Regions from separate parts of the Mus musculus genome. Here all the other regions are linked to region 1. A link is a contact called in public Hi-C and HiChIP or PLAC-seq data. All regions are on one chromosome and are shown on one strand. The core of a region is the stretch at or near the end of the contact, and the rest is flanking DNA. Distances in the headings are between cores, read along the strand shown.

What was found. A called contact is a pair of places that touch in the nucleus more often than the background predicts. HiChIP or PLAC-seq counts read pairs in DNA pulled down with a chosen protein or histone mark.
Region 2: a Hi-C map of the N1E-115 cell line shows a contact between it and region 1, with 6 times the contacts expected there. The contact joins the enhancer-like site here to the promoter of Gap43 in region 1. A contact is called at or near these places in 1 of 39 promoter capture datasets (hematopoietic stem and progenitor cells), 2 of 484 Hi-C or Micro-C datasets (the N1E-115 cell line and cortical neurons), 5 of 115 datasets of contacts at active chromatin or transcription factors (embryonic forebrain, embryonic hindbrain, embryonic midbrain and 2 more) and 1 of 9 other capture datasets (liver).
Region 3: an H3K4me3 HiChIP or PLAC-seq map of forebrain shows a contact between it and region 1, with 4 times the contacts expected there. The contact joins the enhancer-like site here to the promoter of Gap43 in region 1. A contact is called at or near these places in 1 of 39 promoter capture datasets (cranial neural crest), 3 of 115 datasets of contacts at active chromatin or transcription factors (embryonic midbrain, forebrain and neural tube) and 1 of 9 other capture datasets (adipose tissue).
Region 4: a contact with region 1 is called in a Hi-C map of the N1E-115 cell line, with 1.7 times the contacts expected there. The contact joins the enhancer-like site here to the promoter of Gap43 in region 1. A contact is called at or near these places in 1 of 484 Hi-C or Micro-C datasets (the N1E-115 cell line), 1 of 115 datasets of contacts at active chromatin or transcription factors (forebrain) and 1 of 9 other capture datasets (adipose tissue).
Region 5: an H3K4me3 HiChIP or PLAC-seq map of forebrain shows a contact between it and region 1, with 2.7 times the contacts expected there. The contact joins the enhancer-like site here to the promoter of Gap43 in region 1. A contact is called at or near these places in 9 of 484 Hi-C or Micro-C datasets (the N1E-115 cell line, cerebellar granule neurons, cerebral cortex and 5 more) and 1 of 115 datasets of contacts at active chromatin or transcription factors (forebrain).

The regions. Positions count from the first base shown.
Region 1 is chr16:42,338,985-42,342,817 of GRCm38.p6, reverse strand. It overlaps Gap43 (growth associated protein 43), which reads left to right and starts at 2,167. Exons shown (of 3, transcript NM_008083.2): 1 at 2,167-2,345. The coding sequence starts at 2,316.
Region 2 is chr16:42,574,075-42,577,907 of GRCm38.p6, reverse strand. No RefSeq gene overlaps it. Among named protein-coding and RNA genes, the nearest start is that of Gm29960, 77 kb to the left of the region's middle. Within about 2 kb of position 2,242, at least 57 of the 459 cell types and tissues checked have an H3K27ac peak or open chromatin away from gene starts, as enhancers often do. A contact at or near this core is called in the N1E-115 cell line, cortical neurons, embryonic forebrain and 1 more, where this site is marked.
Region 3 is chr16:42,548,675-42,552,507 of GRCm38.p6, reverse strand. No RefSeq gene overlaps it. Among named protein-coding and RNA genes, the nearest start is that of Gm29960, 100 kb to the left of the region's middle. Within about 2 kb of position 1,952, at least 11 of the 459 cell types and tissues checked have an H3K27ac peak or open chromatin away from gene starts, as enhancers often do.
Region 4 is chr16:42,521,685-42,525,517 of GRCm38.p6, reverse strand. No RefSeq gene overlaps it. Among named protein-coding and RNA genes, the nearest start is that of Gm29960, 130 kb to the left of the region's middle. Within about 2 kb of position 1,602, at least 10 of the 459 cell types and tissues checked have an H3K27ac peak or open chromatin away from gene starts, as enhancers often do. A contact at or near this core is called in the N1E-115 cell line, where this site is marked.
Region 5 is chr16:42,188,491-42,192,323 of GRCm38.p6, reverse strand. No RefSeq gene overlaps it. Among named protein-coding and RNA genes, the nearest start is that of Mir6540, 110 kb to the left of the region's middle. Within about 2 kb of position 1,958, at least 265 of the 459 cell types and tissues checked have an H3K27ac peak or open chromatin away from gene starts, as enhancers often do. A contact at or near this core is called in the N1E-115 cell line, cerebellar granule neurons, cerebral cortex and 5 more, where this site is marked.

The sequences.
Region 1 (3,833 bases), core at 918-3,417:
AACTCACAGAAGCTGAGGAGGAAGCCAGCGCTACAATTGTGGTGTAACATTCCATTGTGCAGTTCAATCCTTACCCAGGGCTGATTCCATTCCTCCTTTTTCTGACTGTAGTCTGCCACATTGTTTTTCAAGTTCCTTCCCATAAACAAAACAGCAAGGAAAGCTAGGAGAGATTCTGAGGTAGCGGAGGACAGAGAAGGGAAAGACAATGATCTTATGGCTTGAGCAATAAACCCCATTTTAGTGGTAAAAGGTAAAAGAAGTTATTTCTTCTCCGACACTCACAGCTCTGCAGGCAGGCCGGGCTTCCTCCCTTTGGTCCTTTCTAGCACTAGAAGACTGATTCTAATCCCTAGCTTCAATGTTTCCATTAGGAGTCACTTCTCATCCATTCTCTGCCCTCTTCTGTCACTTATGTCCATGGAAGCTGGTTTTGAAGACTCAGCTCTGACAGGGATTATTGCAAAGTTAAGAGACTATTAAACCCAGAATGTAGGTATTTTTTTTAAAGAAAATCATAAAGTATGAAAACCAAGGAACACAAGGAGGGGGGGGGGCAACAAATGGCTTCGCGTTGTAAATTGGGTCACTCTCAGAGAGACGCCCTAGTGTTAATTTCTAACCATCATCCCTAGTATCACCATCACTGACTCTGGCCATCTTTTAAAAGGCGTGCCCCTTAATCTATTAAGTAGGCTCTCAGCAGTTCCAAAATAAACATGATAGCACGTTGTCTGCCCGTTGTCTGTTAAAAAAAGTTCATGTCTAGGAGGGATAAAGAACAACATGAGCTATTTAATTAGATACTTGTCATCAGTAATGAACAATAAGAAATCATCTGGAAAGTTCTTTGACGTAGTCACTTAGAAATGTTACCAACATTTCAGAAAAGTTGTCTGTAAAACTACCTATGTCAAGAGTGGCTCCAGAGTGTCCTGTGCACATTGCCTCCCGTCCTAAAATGTGTTGGCATGACTGACATTATTATAGCCACTTTATAGATGTAAAGGGCTCTCCAAGGCCACACAATACCAAATGTCTAAACTTTGCACAATACAGATTTACAAGTCATATCGCCCCCCTCCCCCCAGAATAGCAGAGGCACTAGAAGGAACTGAGGTGGACTTCATGGTATGCATCTTTCCTCAAGACAGAGTTTACCTGTGTCCATTGCTCTCAGAATGTAAGACATTAAATGTTAGTGTTACAGAAATCTGTCATTCACAGACACTAAGCTAATTAGAAAGAATCACAACTGTCAAAGAAGCTTGTGTGCATAAGCAAATAACCCACTATGTAGTTTTAGATATGGAGTCTAATTCCTAGACCATAGTTTATTCCACATTCAAGTGCTCAGAATGCTTGACTGCTGTGTGTGTGTGTGTGTGTGTGTGTAGCGTACTGACACATTTGTAGGTGATATATTTGTGCATAGCTAAGAGTATCATATGTGTGCAGTTAGGTTATATAAATAAAATCAGTTAGTGTTGAGAAAACTGAACCTCCATGATTATCAACTGCGCGTAAAATCTAATGGCAGCTGTAACTTATGTGCACCTCTAGGTCCTCTTTGCATTTTCCTTCTTGTGGTACTGGGAAAGAGGAGAGTTAGAAAAGAAACAGGAGCATTCCTCGGGCCCCACTTCCCTAAAACATGTTCCATCCAATCTCTCCAACTCTCTGGAATATCCTTTCTACCCCCACCCCATAGCCCTCCCAATGCAGTGCGGAAAGTCAGTGGGTAATTGGGTCCAGATTGGAGGTGTTTAAATATTCATGAGGCTGGCAGGGGACTGGGAGGGGGTGACTGTCTAGAAATGGGGGTAGGGGCTACGGGAAGTGATTAGTCACTGGAAGCTAGCAAACAATTCTGAGAAAGGGACCCAGGGAGAAGGAAGAAAAAGATTGGGTGGGGAGTGGAGGAAAGAGGAGAAGGAAGGAAGGAAAAGGAGAGAGGAAGGAAAGAGGAGGAAGGGACGAGAGGGAGAGAGAGGGGGAGAGAGGGAGAGAGAGAGAGAGAGAGAGAGAGAGAGAGAGAGAGAGAGAGAGAGAGAGAGAGAGAGAGAGAGAGAGAGAGAATGTGCGTGTGCGGTGAGCAATAGCTGTGGACCTTACAGTTGCTGCTAACTGCCCTGGTGTGTGTGAGGGAGAGAGAGAGAGAGAGGGAGAGGGAGGGAGAGGGAGGGAGGGAGGGAGAGCGCGCTAGCGCGAGAGAGCGAGTGAGCAAGCGAGCAGAAAAGAGGTGGAGAGGGGGGGAATAAGGAAGAGAGGAGGAAAGGAGAGAAGGCAGGAAGAAGGCAGGGGAAGATACCACCATGCTGTGCTGTATGAGAAGAACCAAACAGGTAGAGCTAAAGATTTCTTTTTTACTTCTTTGCTGTTGTGAAATTATCAGAGTACAGGGTTTCCTCGTGAAAGGCAGAAAAAAAAATTTTTTTTTTTAAAAAAAAACTGCTTCTGCCCTGGCATGATGCTCTGGCTTCCTTAGCATACGGTAACTGATGCTTGCATCCCGGCGTTATTCTTTTCTGCCTTTCATGATCTGGTTTTTGGAATGCTGCTACTAATTAGGGTAAGGGGAGAGAAATATGCCGGCTTGGCTAGAAATATGATTCCCCTCGCCTATTAGTAAGTGCTCAGCCGCTAGGTCTCTGGTTTTGAGGGTGTGGATGCAGAAAGGGGTGTGGGGACGATGTGGGCTCTATCTACGAGATCAAAAAAGCTAATCTTGATATTATTTGTGGAAAATTAGGTCTGGGGGAATTATAGTCACATTTCAACATTGCCTGTTCCGTGATTCAAATTTTCTCACATGTGCCGCGGAAGATACCTGATTTCGTGCTCGCGTGAGCTTCAAAGGGGCGCAGGTGTATGTGGGAAAACATGTGAAGGTTTTATTTATTTATTTAACGAATGAATGAAACTGATTTAGGAGATTTTTTATTTTTTAAAGAGAGCCTAAAGACAACAAGGGTTGGGGGAGAACTGCCTATGCCGAGGGGGAAAACCCCCTTCCTGAGATCAGGAACGGATTGTGTGCCAGCTGGTCCGGGAAGAGGATGGACCACGCCCCTAGGAGCTTTGAGCTGAGATGGGATGGGAAAGGGGAGCCGAGCCCGTATTACCTGTTGGAAACCGGGGCTTTTCTCTTTCCCCTCTTCCTGTGAGTCTTTGCTGGCATTAGCAGTGACCTGAGGTGTGTTAATATCCTGGAGGAGGGTGACTCGTGGTCCTCAGGATGAGGGACTGTCCAAGAGGAGCTAGAATCCCAATCCCCCACCTCCCCTCCCCCACCGCCTAGATTATTTTTTTCCATTTTATTTCAAATTGCTCACTTATTTCGTGAAAGACGTTTTAGAAACTTAATTGAGGTGAGGGTGCTTGGGATCCTGCAGTCATCCACAGCACAGGAACGCTCTCCAAATGTAGCCTTCAAACACCCCTAGGAGCATGTTTGAGTGATTTTTAGAGAAGGTTAAGAAAGAAAAAAATGGGTGTGGGGTTGGAATGAGTGTGTGTGCCTGTGTGTGAGTGTGCCCATGGCGGGGTGGGGTGGGATGGCAGTCGTGGTTGTAGACCCCCTCTGCAAACTGATTGCTGTAAGGGCGGGGTGCAAGACAGGGGTATTTGGCATTATTCTTGTGCAGGTATTGGAAATTGGACAATTTGTTAGACACTTTCTGAATCCAAAGGGGATGGGGGAGGGTACAGAGGAAACAGCCCTTCAGCCTGGCCACATGCAGCCAGCGCCCTGGAAGGAGGGGTGGGGGGTGGGGAAGAGGAAGGACTAGAAAAAGAGGTAAAAGCCAAATGCCAAAGTAGTTAGAGGAGAA
Region 2 (3,833 bases), core at 993-3,492, 240 kb before region 1:
TTTAATTGGGGCTGGCTTATAGGTTCAGAGGTTGAGTCCATTATCATCAAGGAGAGAACATGGCAGCATCCAGGCAGGAATGGCGCAGGAGGAGCTGAGAGTTCTACATCTTCATCTGAAAGCTGCTAGCAAAATACTGGCTTCCAGGCATCGAGGCTGAGGGTCTTATAGCCCATACCTATAGTGACACACCTACTTCAACAGGGCCACATCTCCTAATAGTGCCACTCCCTGGGTTGAGCATATACAAACCATCACAATAGCTGTACTCTTTCTTTAGTTGATTGATGTTCTTTTCTTTTCTTTTTTTTTTTTGTTATTTTCTAATTACAGAATTATATATAATCTTCAAACATTAAAATACTATGATCTCTACTATTAAAGGTAAACTGCTCTCATAAGTGTTCTCTGTAGATAAAGGCAGGATTCAAAATACTTAGCATCTAGTTAGGGTTTTATTAAGTACTTTTTTGTGTATGTTTGTACACTAAGGAGCTAAAGTATGTTGCCTTACAGAAGATTTTCACAATCTCACTAAAAGTAACAGGAGTCATTCTGAATGGTTCACAGGCAGATGATCCTTTAAATTGGTTTTTCTGGAAATCTGTTCAATTTGGGAGTACATGAAATTGAAATATCTCGAGGACAGCTTTGCTTCCCCTCTTTGTTGCTCACTGTCCTCTCATCAGAATCTGTCAGTTGATTGTAGAATGTGTTCTGTTTTGACCAATTCAACATGCTGTAGATTACCCTGTAGCTGCATTGTGACTCTCAGACTGGAACAGTAATGGTCCTCTTTAGCTTGCATGAGTGTATTTAATTGCAGTGATCTGTCTGAACAGATCCATGGTGACAGGAGGCAGATGTCCTGAGAGTCTTTAATTCTCAGGTTGAGTTGTCATGGTGGACAAACTCTCCATTATGCATAGAATCTGATTTGGAAACCTAAAGCACAAATCTTCAGTAGAACTTTCAGATTGCTCTTACAAGGGAAACCAATACTGTAGAACTAATTAATAAATATGAGTCCTAAGTTTATTTATTTAACTTTTCCTACTCATTAATGTGACAGATAAAGTGGGAAAAGACAGATATAATAGTACTATCATATATATATGATATATATGCATATATATACACACATATATATTTACATACATATATACATTTATACACACACACATACACATTTGCTATGGCAAGTCTTCTAAAGTCTGTGGAGGAATTTTGAAGAATATGAAAGGCTACTCAAATATTAGGCATACTTAAGTTCATTACATCTTCTTTGCAGCACTTACATAGATGTTGTGGCTAGTCAGGTATTGTATGCTGCCTCAGTCAAATGGCATTACCATAGTTTATGCTATGTGCTTCCACTGGCAGGTATACTTCTAGTGTACCTGACAAGATGAAGAGAAAGCTTTTAACACAAGCTGTTCTCACTCTGATCAGATATACCATTTGATCTAGTGTAAAAGGAAAAGTCTCTATGTCTTCAGCTTAATCAAATAATCAAGTGGCACCCTTCAATTCTTTATCAAACAATAAATCGAATGTAAATTTTCCCTAAATTGTTTCTTTCCTTAATAGTAGGCTTCTTGATAATTCTCTGCTACTTCTTTCTCACCTCCTTTCTGGTTTTCTCATTTCTAATGTTGGTATGTTCTCCTAAGGCGCCTGGCCTCTGCCATAGTTTAAAGCTCATCTGTGTTACAATATTCACCTTCAGGACCCACTGCTAAGTCCCTTCCACCATCCGAGGAATAAAGGATGCTTCAGATAAAGCACATTCCTAGAAACATCACAAAAATCAAAATAGCAAGGCTGATGACATTTTTTCTGATTACTCAGTTTTTTGCTGACTTGGATTTGATATCCTGTTTAATAAAAGCAACAATAGCAACAACAGTGAAAGGTGGAGGTGTTTGAAGAAAAAAAAATCGTCACAGTGCATAGGATTACCCCACCCTTCCTTCGCCATTCTGCTAATCAAATCGGTGATGCAATCGTCTGCTTTTCCCAGAAGGCCCCCCTCTCTCCATAGTGACAGAGAATACATTTGATGCTTCTTGCCGTGCCCTAGATCCCTGACCCCTCATCCCTTTAAACAGTCCCCGCTGCTAAAAAGAACCCCAATGACCCTGCGGCATTTAGCTTCAGCTGAGTCGCCCCCCCTCCCCCATGCCATTGAATTGCAAATCTGGGCATGCCTCAGTGAGAGCACTTCAATTCCTCATCTGCATCTTCACTCCCCTCCCCCTCAGGGACAGAAAAAACCCCAAGGAAATATAGCCAGCCACAGCTAGGCTGAGGCTCTGATCAGATTAACTCCTAGTTTAATAAGACATGTGGTGAGCCACCAGCTGCTCCATCCCATTGCACTTAGTGAAGGACCAACGGGTCTTGAAGGTCCTTATTTGCAAGAGTTGAGACAATGTGTGGGACTTAGGAACCTGTTTCTCCAGATTTCTCTGGCTCCCCAAGTCTGCGAGCTGAAGGACTCTTTGAAGGTTTCAGTGCATTAGGCTTAAAACCTAAGAAGAAACCTGAGAATTCTTATAGTGTAAAGCCCAGTCAACTCCGTTTTTTGAAGAAACTCCATTTTGTGTGAGACCAGAGGCTAAACTCCAATTCCAGGAAGAAAATCAGAGTTCTCCTGAGCAACCAACCTATGGCAACCCACACTCCTTAGCAACAGCTAGTCAGGCTGCAATAGCAGGGTCAAGGTGCATATAGATAACTTTAGACATCCTTCAGAGAATACATAATTTAGCCATTCTGCTTATCAGGTAGTTCTGTCCCCATGTTCAGGTGTACATAGTGCCCATACACACATACATGTAGGCAAGCACTCACACACATGAAATCAAATGAATGAATTTTTAAAACTATTATCTTGATTTATCTTTACACTTTTAATAACAGGAAAGGATGCCAGGAGTCTTAAGAGATAGAAGTCTGTTAGGACTAAGCGATTATAAAGGTTTTAAAATCCCTAACTTTGCCATGTCCTAGTGTTATGCTCAAGTTGTAGGTACCCCAAAGACTACCCAATGATGCCAGGGGAGGGCATCTGATCTGCAACGGGAGTTACAAAAGGTTGTGACCCACATACAGTTGCTAGGATCTGAACCTGGCTCTTTTGTAAGAAGAGTAAGTGCTCTTAATCCCTGAGGTATATCTCTAGCATCAAGACAAGCTAATTCTTTTTTTTTTTTTTTTTTTTTGGTTTTCGAGACAGGGTTTCTCTGTATAGCTCACTGTGGAACTCACTTTGTAGACCAGGCTGGCCTTGAACTCAGAAATCTACCTGCCTCTGCCTCCCGAGTGCAGGGATTAAAGTCCTGTGCCACCACACTAGGCCACAAGCTAATTCTTCTCTCTCTTTTTTTAAATTAGGTATTTTCCTCATTTACATTTCCAATGCTATCCCAAAAGTCCTCCACTCCCCTACCCACCCACTCCCACTTTTTGGCCCTGGCATTCCCCTGTACTGGGGCATATAAAGTTTGCAAGTCCAACGGGCCTCTCTTTCCACTGATGGCCGACTAGGCCATCTTTTGATACATATGCAGCTAGAGTCAAGAGCTCTGGGGTACTGGTTAGTTCATAATGTTGTTCCACCTATAGGTTTGCAGATCCCTTTAGCTCCTTGGGTATTTTCTCTAGCTCCTCCATTGGGGGCCCCGTGATCCATCCAATAGCTGACTGTGAGCATCCACTTACGTGTTTGCTAGGCCCCGGCGTAGTCTCACTAGAGACAGCTATATCAGGGTCCCATCAGCAAAATCTTGCTAGTGTATGCAATGGTGTCATCGTTTGGAGGCTGATTA
Region 3 (3,833 bases), core at 703-3,202, 210 kb before region 1:
ATAGAAACTTACACACCATGCACACGTGCAAACACACACACACACACACACACACACACACACACATTTGCATGCACATGCACAATACAAATAGGAAGACAGATATAGAGAGAGGGAAAGAGAGCTTAAATGGAGTTGCCTTATAAAGGGAAAACAATTCCCTTACTAAACATTATATGCTACTAATCAAAATCCTAGAAGGAGTAATTAACTGCATCTTTTGGAGTTATTGGATCAGTGTGGTCATATAGATCTCCACAAAATGTCACAGATCATTGCCAACGCCATTGGTACCTGTAGAACTTGATGGAAAGAGCCTATCACTGAAACCATCATGTACTTGCATCATAGAACATGGAGAAATCCATCTTGTACTAAACTGGAAGCATCATCCTTATTGGCTAGCATTCCTTGTGCCAGAAGATGCTCTGAATACTACTGAAGGAGAAAAGAAATCATCAGTTGTACCCAGCTGTGAACCCTAAGGGCTACAATAATGAACTGCCTGGCAAGAGGTAACCATAGCACAATAATGGCATGGATAGGTTATGGAAGTAACCAATAATTTTTGATTGGATTTAAGGTCCATTCCATGAGATGGAACACATACTCAACATTGTTAGTGAGGTCAAGAAACTGAGGCTAGATTGATCACAAATCAGGGAGAAAACCTACCGCTATTCTGATAGATGAACACAGCAATAAAATGATTCGTGATATTGTCATACCCACAGATGGACGCATCACTCAGCCCTCATCAGAGATGCTTCTTCTTGCTAGAGGTGGCTATTATCTCAGTAACCTACAACCAGTCAGTTGAAGAGAATAAGTCTCTGGAATGCTTGACCCTAAATGAAATGTTTACATCACAGCCCTCCCGGGATCTATACTAAAGAGGAAACAGAAGGAATGTCAGAAACAGAGGTGATGGGTGACGACAAGAACACTGATTTTTAGACACCACGGGAGCACATGCACATGTGAATTCATAGACACTGTGACAGCATGCACAAACCCCACACAAGCTCAAGCCATACAGAATCCCAGTATGGCGGAGGTTAGATGGATGTGAAGTCCAGCACATAGCTGAACATCTATTGGCTATTGATTGGTTCTGGTAAAGGGCAAGTTGGTTGTATTCAGTGGAGTGACACCTGGTATACTGACCACACTCCAGGGCAGAACAAATGCCTAGGAATAGTTAACCAACATAAGCTTGATTTTATGGTTTTTAAATCCAATTAAGTGATCAAAATATCCATTTGTTTTTTATTTGTTTTATGAAGACATAATATGTAGATGAGTGAGTGGATAGGGAGTTCTAGAGGTCTGGCAGTAGAGGTGCCAGATGAATAGGTGGAGGGATGAATAGGATCAAAGTACCTTGTATGAATCTCTGCATCTGTTTCCACCCATTGCTGGATGGAGCCTCTCTGATAATGATTATGCTAGGCTCCTGTTTATGAGCATGGCAGAATGTCATTAGGATCAGTTTCTCTCCCACTATGCTCTTTTTGTCAGGGATGTTTGGTTCTATTCTAGGTCTCTGGGCTATGCAGCCTTTGGTTCCCTGCCCTCCAGGCAATGCTGGGGATGGGCTTCCTCTAGTGGTATGGGTCACAAGCTGGAGCAATCTTTGGTTGGCCACTCCTACAATTTCTGTGCTGCTTTTACCCCAGCACATTTTGCAGTCAGGACAAATTGTGTAGGTCAAACGTTTTGTGTGGCTTGGTGTGCCAATGTCTCCACTGGAAGTCATACCTAGTTACAGGAGATGGTCTATTCATGCTCCTTATCCCCATTACTAGAATGCTTCAATTCCTGGGACTTCCATTGTCTCAGGTTTCTCCCTTACCCTGGAAATGCCCACAAATTCCAGTTGTCTTTTACAGTACTCTTTCCCTCCATCCTCCCTTTACATGGTATCTCTCCCCTCTCCCCCCAGCACAGATGCAGAGGCCCAAGGTCAAATATTAGGAGGAGCTGGGGAATCTTGCAAAAGAAGGGGAAGAAGGATTATAAGAGCCAGGTGGGTAAAGGATATTACATGCAAAAACACAGAATCAACTAACCTGGGCTCACAGGGCTTCAAAGAGACTGAATCAACAATCAGGGAGTCTGCATGAGTCTGACTTAGGCCCTCTGTGTATATGTTATGGCTGCGTACCTTGGTCTTCTTGTTGGACTCCGAACAGTGAGATTAAGGGCTGTCTCTGATGCTTTTGCCTGCCTTTGGGACCCTTTCCTCCTACTGTGTTGCCTCATCCAGTCTCAATACAAGTCTCGTTGAAACTTGACGTATCATGTTTGCTTGACATCTCTGGAAGCCTCCCCCCTTTTACTGAAGAGAAACAACTAGTGTATGTTTATGGGAAGAACTAAGAGAAAGGAAGGAGAGGATAAACAGCAGATGGGGTATAATATAGGAGAATAAATTAAAAAATTAAAAGAAAATAAAAAGTACATTGTATTGTATGAATATTTTAAATACTATAAAGAATGTAAAACCACTTTTCAAAAAGTATAGCTTCAGATCAACACGTCAGAATCTCCTGAGAATATGTTAGAAATGACAATTTTTAATGGTTCTTTTCTGTTCTTTCAAGTTAGAAAGTCTGGAGCAGGCTCAGGGATTTTTGTCTTAACAATGCCTTCAGGAGACTTGGCCTGAGAGCCCCAGCTTTAGGACATTTGCATAGCCAAGTGGTTTCAGCTGAAATGTAACTGGACACCTATGGGGAGTTACAGCCCTCTGCTCTGGAGTATTAGGGATTAAATGACCAATGGGTTTTTTGTCATCACTTGCAGCTCTAAAGGGGTTCTCAGAATGTTAAGTCCACAGTTCTTTAAATATAGGATAATCTTAGTAAACCAGAATGAATTGGCTATTATAAGATATTTCTACTGCTTGTATTTAAACACACACACACACACACACAGAGAAAGAGAGAAATTTAAAACAATTAATTTGTCATCTTATGCTTTTGCAAGTCATCCCCTAAACAGATGTCACTAAGATAAAATCAGTGTTAGCTGAGGGGAGTTGTGTTTCTTTCTAGGGACTTGCAGAGAATCTATTTCCTTGACTTCCACATGTCCAGAGCCTACTTTACTTCACCCTTAAAGCTAGTAACAGTACATCTCAGTGACCATTCTTCTGTGCTCACATCTCTCTCTCATCATAGCCAGAGAAGGTTCTTCAGTTGCTAGGATAGTAGATCCTGAACTTAGTTGATTTTCCAAAGTCTTTTTTGCCATTTAAGGAACCATATTCCCAGGACCTGGGACTTAAGACACAGACATCTTGGAGAGCATTTACTCTGCCTACCCCCATTAACATAAATGGAAGGCTGGGGTGGAGGACTTTTCAGTATGAAAAGCAGAAAAGTCTTGGACCAAAACCCAGGTCAAGGTGATCCCTTAATTGGAGAGCAGGGTACAGAGGAGAGTGACATTATTGTGATGGAGGTCACATCATGCAGTGTTGAGAGACCCTGGGCCAATCTCTGTATCTGTGCAGAAGTGCTGAGGCAGATCTGCATTCCTTGGTGAACAAGTCCTTGATTTTGTGTGACCTAGCTCTAGCTTTCTCATTCCCGTGCTGTGACAGGACCTTGAAGTTGGAGACCTTTTTCCTCATGGCGAGGATAACCATACTAATTTATTGCTAATCACTAACCACGAGTCATTCATTGTTGCTTATAAAATGCCACATTAACTACTGCTCTCATTGAGTTATCCAGTTCCGATAGGAGCAAAAACAAATCACGACATTAATTGTCTGAATCTGGCTCTGTGTTGTGAGATCAGCATGTGATCAGGGTCTCGCTGAG
Region 4 (3,833 bases), core at 353-2,852, 180 kb before region 1:
TTCTTTTGAGTCCTCCACTTCTATTACCAATGTAGTTTCTAGAGCACATGGATAGATCTTAGTGGACGGACATGGTCTACTTCCAATTAAGTAAAAGCCCTATTTATAATGGCTGTGCTACCATAACACTGTTAGCACTGATGAACAGTTCTGGATTCATTAATCTGGAAATTGATCTTTCTCGTCCTTTTCAGGAAGATGTATCAGGATCAGTGTCTTCCTTTGGAATGAATGTGGTAGCATTTGCTTTTCTGCCCTTTGTTACAATATAGTCCCAAAGAATATAAGTGCTTTTTAAGATTATTTCTCTTCCTTTTTGTGTATTGGGAATGAAACCTGGGCCTTGGGGAAGATAAGCAGTGCTCTATCTCTGCAGGACCCCTTCAACCTCTATTGTTTTTTCTTCTAGAGAACATCATTGTGATGACACTGGTTAATTAAGCTGGATAAGAAAGAAATGAGAAGCACTTTGGAGACCACAGTAAAATACATGTACTTCAAAGAATGAAAGATAAATGCCATGATTGTTCAGGAGTATAACATGTACTTTTAAGAAAGATAGTTATTTTCAACATGTTCAGATATTCATTTTTTTAAATAAGAGAATATTGCATTTCACATTTTCTACTTTTGAGGCCTCTGTGGTTTCTGAAAATAGCATATTTCATACTTGGCACAGGCCATAACCCATGCCCCAACCAACAGAGAAGATGACTAACTTTAATTAAAACTCTGAATAAGAAAAGGTTCTGTAGTTTGTCTGAAACATATGGTCTTGAAGAACTAATTCTATGTATGTATGATGTGAAAAGCTGTCTGAAGGTTTTGGAAAACCCCAGTAGGCAAATTACAGCACGAACTCCTAAGATTCTCAAGGTAAGACAATCTCTTCTACAGGAAAGAGCTGGAGTCCAACCTATTATTGGAAAATTATTCTGGCTATGTTACTGGGACTTGACAGAGAAAAATATCACTATCAATTGACCATGCATTTAAAAATTGTTCATGTGAGCCATCTGATACATTTAGTTATAAGGTTGTGCCAAACCAATAGCCACTCATTGTGAAATGGAAGGGCTATCAGTAGGCTTGCAAACAAGCAGAACAAGAAAACACATATAGGTGGCAGTTGCCACAGACTTCCATGATAGTTACTGTGTTACCTTCTTTCCCTCAGCCCACTCTTGGGGCCACATAAAGAACCTTCTCATCAATTGACAAAAGAGGAGGAAAAAGACTCTTTCATACATAGGTTGTCTGTGTATTTAGCTGTTAGCAGAGAAAGCACTTCTATAACTCTCTAGTCCCATATACTCCCAAGAACAATATCAGGAGGCCACAGGTGTCTCTCCTTTTTGAAAAATAAAAAGGAATCATTGGAGGTAAGAAAAAAAAGGAAATACAGGAAGTTCCCTACCGTTCAAATGGAGTTTAAATGCCTTAGGAGTTCATGATAATGCCCATTGGAGATAGTTCATCAAGGAAGAGACAGTAAGTAGCTAAGTAGACAAAATGACTCATCCATTTGATGTCACCCAGCCTCTATCATCGGTCACCACAGCATTGGCATAATGGATCCATTGTATAAATCCTTCCCAAGGATGACTCAATGGCATTGGCTCTCACTAACCAGCTGTTAATGCCACCTACACTGAGATGGGTCCAGGCCATCTCCCAGCCCTTGTCATTGTCCCACATATCAGTCCCCTAGACTCTACCTGATGAGAGACTCACAGACCTTTGCATCTGCTAACAGTGCAAATAATTACCGAGTCTCAGATGCTGTTTCATCTCTCAAGGACACTAAACAGCCAGAGAGGGGTAAGCTGATTATTTTGGAACTTATTTATCCCGGAAATGGCAGTGATTCATCCTGACCAGGAAAACACATATTCTGGTGTCAATTTCCTTTTCCTCACTGCTGGGTCTCATCCATCAGCACCATCAGAAGGTTTTGCAGAACATCTAGTTATGCCACACTCTTGAAACAGTTCAACGTGTGTGCAATACAGTATCAGTATATTTTTCTGACAGTGATTAGTATCCTAGTGACTTCAGTGAATACTGACTACATAGATATGCCCCCAGGAATCATTCTAAAGGAAGATTAGAAACCAAGATGGAAACTTTGGAACATAAATACAGAAGCATGGGAAGCAAAAGGGAAGGCATTGCAAAGCCATTGCTTTTTATTCTTTTCATTATTGAAGTGATTCTTCCACATTGCCAACTTGTCAATCATTTTTTAAAAATCTCACCATGCATCTTCTTATTAAATTTCTTGTGAGCTATCTTATCTTCATAAGCATGAAACAATTTATTTTGAACTATCTTATTCTTGTCTAAAACAAGTAGAAATGGACCATAGAACTTAGTTTTAACTTTAGTAGGTGACTGATCACTTGTTTCTCTTTGGGATCTTACAGGAGAAGTACTCACATCAGCACTGCATTAGTCAAGGTTCAGCCAGAGAATTAGAGCAGTAGTACGCCATACGAACACATTTAGCTCAATAGCTTTAGACTATTGGCTTGTAAGGGCCTGTGACACAAATCTGAGATTACTAAGGCTGGGTATATATCAAGAACAAGCTTGGAATTCTCAGATATGGGCTTTCCATCATGGTTGACAAACTGTTTGAGATATAAAGCTTAAAGAATGGTATGTCTTGTCTTAGGTTTCAGAGGTTTCAATGCATGTAAACCCTACTGCTTTGGACCTGTGGTAAGGCAACTATTAGGGAAAGAGTATGTGGAAAAACAGAGATACTCACCTCATGGTGGCCAGAAAGCAGAGAAACAGAGGGGCTAATGTCTCAACATCCACTTCAAGGCCCAAATCTCACTCAGCAGTCTCCACCTGTAGAGTTCCATCATTATCAAATAGTGCCATGGCTGATGTTAAAGTGTAGCACATGGGCCACTTGGGACCCGTTTTGTTTACTAGGAGAACATCTCCATCAGGGACGCTTTATCTCAATACTTAAGGTCTAGCTTGTAATCCTTCATCTACCCCAATCATGCAGAAAATATGAATTATAATATTTCTGTAGCCTACTTACCATATGCTTCAATCAAATAATCGGGGTTCTACTAGGGTTAAACTGGATAATTAGAGACTATGGCCAGGTGGATTTGATACATTAAAAGATCAACAAAAGCCCAGTGGAAGAAGTCCACTATACAAATACAGAATGGGCTTCTTATTAACAGCCATAGTGAGTAATTTTATTTCTCTAAGTTTCAGTTTCCTCTGGGAAAAGTAAGCAAATTTAATTGGCCAGTTTTCTAATTTGATGGGTGCTTATTTGTCCTAGTGCCAGTCACACATCATCCTAGCCACTGGCATTCATTTCATCAGTAAATATTGTCACTTTATCTTTAAACTATATTGTGAATACTACTATTGCTTAGTTTTATTATCCTGCTGCACAGACATATCTTGACTCATGCTAGTCCTAGCTATAGTGTGTCTCCTTCAGTGTCCAGTGGAAGCTAATCTTCATGTTTTAACTATTGCTGTCATTCTACAACTTGAGACAGATCATTTTTTTCATCTGATTAAGGCTCTCTCACTCTTAAAGGTAAAATACAAGTTCTTTTTCTTAATGAATTGTGCGTTCGTGTATGACCTGAGCTATGTCCATCACTCTTGTTGATCTTTGATCTCTTTTGGCTTCATTGGCTTCCTCCTGTTTGTCCAGGACTACTACTAAACCATCACTGAAACATACTCCCTACACAGAGCTTTTACATAAGTAATTTTGTCTGTCAGATATATAAGAAGAAATTACTTTAGAGCTGGTGAGATGGCTCTTCTTGTAAAGATGCTTG
Region 5 (3,833 bases), core at 709-3,208, 150 kb after region 1:
ACAAAAAGCAAATTTAGCCCAGGAAGATCTCTGGTTTATTTTATTGTGTGATTTTTTTTATTGATTTGCAAAACTTTTTATAATAAAGTTTATAAGATTTTTAAAACAAGAAATCCCCTGTCCATGATGGTATTACAGATATTTGGATACTGAAACAAAATGAGATTTCCTAACTTGTGTAAGGAAAATAAAATGAAAGTTTGTTTCTCACAAACGTAGTCATGTTTCAGGATCTTTTTCTTCTTCTATAAAATCATACATGAATCTCTGGGACCAGAGGGCATTCCCAAAGGGGTAACTTCAGTAGATGGCTCCTATTTTTCTCCTTGATCAAGTGGGTGAGTCTTACTGCTTCGTTGTCACACTCCTTCATGGGACCATCACCATAGCTCCCATACCTCTGGTCTCAAGTAACTCGGCGCTCCATTTCCTGAAATTTAATAACATCTCCCACCCAGGTGTGCGGAATATGTGTGTTGCCTCTTGGCCACAGCCTTTATTCAGCCTTTCTTCCCATCCTAAATCCTTATTCCTCAGTAGTCCCCTCCACACCAGCCTCTGTCAACCTTCCTTTTCTCTGATACATCCTCCCTGTGTCGGGTGGCTTCATAGAAACACAGTGATCTCTAGCTCCAACGTGTGACAGGATTGATCAGGTGAAAAGCAGTCCCGTAGAGGGGCTGTGCAAACGGCATAACAGTCCTGCAACGGCTAGGAAGCCATTTCTTCCACGCTACAGGAGCACCAGTCCCTCGGGTGGGTCCCACTTCTGACCATCCTTGAGAAGCAGTGTCTGGAGATATTTCCTCTGGGAAAAGCTGTAACGGCAGACTGCTACACCAAGATCCTCATTCTTAAAGCACTATTAGCACAGGAGGAATCCTGTCTAAAAGCAGTCGGTCGAATAATTCTAATCCTTTAAAAGCTAATAAATAAATAATTAAATAAATGAAGAGCCGTCTGCTCCGAGAGAGAGAGAGAGAGAGAGAGAGAGAGAGAGAGAGAGAATGAGAATCAGGCCTAGTTACCTTCTTTGAATGGAAAAGGCACCTGTGTATTCTCACAACTTAAAGGCAAGGAAAATGCGGGCAGTTAATTTCTTAACTAACCTTACCTCATCATATAAAAGTTGAACACCGTTATTTTACTACCCGTCTTGTAAAAGCAGTGCGCACCTGGCTCAGAGCCGCCAACAAATGGCTATTACTCTGCCATCATTGTGGTCTTTCTCTCCATCCTATCCTGCTTTGGAAATTTATTGGAGGGATCAGAATCTCTGTGGGGCTCCAGACTCTCAAAGTGTGCTTGCTTAAGGCGTGGTGGTATGTGATACATGGTGTGGGGTGGGGTGTGTGTGTGTGTGTGTGTGTGTGTGTGTGTGGACTTGTGTGTCCAGCCACAGAGAATCCTCAGGTTGACAGAAGCGTTACCGCCATCTGCTGCTGAATTGAGCCTACTGCGATTTGCAGGAAACTGAACCCGCAGGGGAAGAATGTTAATCAATCCTTCCCCTACACGGAGCCTGTGGGCTACTTCTAATCTCGCCTGTCACCCAAAAGGCCAAGCAAGCTGCTGTTTGGATTCACAGTGACCTGGCTAACAAAGATGAAGGCTCCAGCTACTCCAGCTACCTGGGAAGGGGACTGAGGAGCTCAGGAATGTGACCCCCTTGCATCGCAGGCGGGGAAGAGCTGGGGCAGGGAAGCAAAGGGGACCTCGGTAGGCTGCTGGGCTCCTAGGGGCTCCCCCAGCTATGCTTCTTGATGCTCTGATCGTAACGGCACCACTGGCTCCTTTGTTTCGGGAAAAGATCTATCTGTATTGGCCTGAGGCAGACTTTACCCCTCCCGCTTGCATCAGGAATCCTTTGCTTCTTCGCCGCGCCCATCCGTGGACATCCAGGGAGCAGGCGGAAACCTTACGCGGCTGTCAGCAGCGGTGATGGGTGACGCCAAGAGAGCAGCCGCTGGCGCCCGCCCTCCAAGCACTTCCTGCCGCGCTGGATGGCGGTGCGGGCTCGCTGGCGCGCACCTCTGCCCCCTCGTGGCACGTGCAAGCATCGCGGCTTCGCAGACGCCACAGCCCACCCGCACCCGAGGCGGGGCGGGGACACTGGAGTGCTTTTCATAGGGACTTTTTTTTTTTTTTTTCCTTTCGTTTCCATTCAACTCCTGGCATCACAAAAAGGGTTTCCAGGTTCACTCAGTTACTTATTAATGGCAGAAGTGAGGGTGGGTGAGGGGGATAGAGCGAAGAAAGGAAAGAGACTAAAAACATGTTTGCGGCGAGGAAAGAGAGGATTAGGAAAAAATTGAACGATGTTAAGAAGGGAGAGAGGCAAGGTGACAGTGACGAGAGACTGGAGTGACAGCAGAGGTTGTGGGAAGAATACAAGGAGCAACAGTTTGGGGGGCGGGGGGAGGCTGCTTCCGCTCAAGAAAAGGAGGGCGTGACATCCGGGAGAGGTAAAAGCTCATTTTGATGAAGTGAACCCTGTGAACATTTCAATATGCCTCTCTCCTAGTTTACATCCCATTTTGGTTGACAGCTGCTGAAAATGAGTTTCCATCTTTCTGTCTTGTTTTAATATTCTCTTGTATCCCACATCTCTGAGATCATTAGAGGCAGAAAACAATTATGTCATCCATCCCTGTGCCTGATAGAATCCTCAGGCACATGCTGGCTTATTAACTCCAGTCTTTCCCTGCCACCATCAGCCGCATCTTTTTGTTCTTCTTCTGATTCATGCACAGTCACACGCAATCTCTCCCCCTCACGGCTGATCTCTATGGACTCACGGACCCTTAGGGAAATACAAGTGTAGCTGCAAAGAATCCAATTGCATGTGACAAATACTTTTCCAGGGCTTCTGCCACCTATTCGTCAACAACAACAACAACAACAAAAAGTAAAGCTAACCTGTAAAAGCCACAGGGAGTCACAAACAGTGCTTCTTTGGAGTCACATCTGTAGCCCTTGACTCCTCCCTTTTGTCTTCTTCGACACAACAAAAGGAAAGAGATTTTGCTGGTTCTGTGTTGGCCTGATCTCCATGCAAGCTGTAAAAAAGGTTGAAAGGAATTTTCTAGACACCAGCCTTAGTCACTACTATTTTGCCAACACTGTTGAATTTGATTCCAAAATTGGAGAGGGAGGTCACATTTCAAAAGCCTGGACAGGATGATAAAAACTGTTTTGGCAGAAGATTAATCGTTGCAGATGGGTGTGGGCAGTGGTGCCCAAACTCATTTACCATAACAAATGGTTTCATGAAAATGTTTTGGTCAATACAGCTTATTTTACCACATTGTGGGCTGGTTGTAGGGGTGGAATGGGCATCTCCTGATTCAGTGTTATCAAGATTCTTTCAGAGGCTCCTCTCAGGAAGGGAGCCTCCTTCTGGACAGTGCCAAGGATACCTGAAGATAGAAATTCAGCTTGGACACAAGCCATTTTCCATTACAGCCAATGGACTGTGTTGCAGAAAAGCACCTTAAATGGGGGAAAATACTTTGGGAATCTGAAACCAACCAACCAACCAACCCCCCCGAAAAAGAACCCCAAAAGTCAAAAATAAAATAAAATAATGAAGGCTGAAAGCCACTGAAGTGTCTATAGTCTCGGTTTCTCTTAGTGTCTCTGTCCTTTGCGGGCTGGTGGCCACTTTTATGCTGTGTCTGCACCTGGACTTTCTGTTGAGCAGGGTGCTGGTTCATTCTTGTTGTTTCTTTGTTTCTTCCTCTTGTCTAAGGACAAGAGTCAGCTTGAAGACAGTTGTTTTCTGTTGTTGTTTCTCATCCCCTTGAGTCACAGGTGGTTGCGAGCTGCCTATG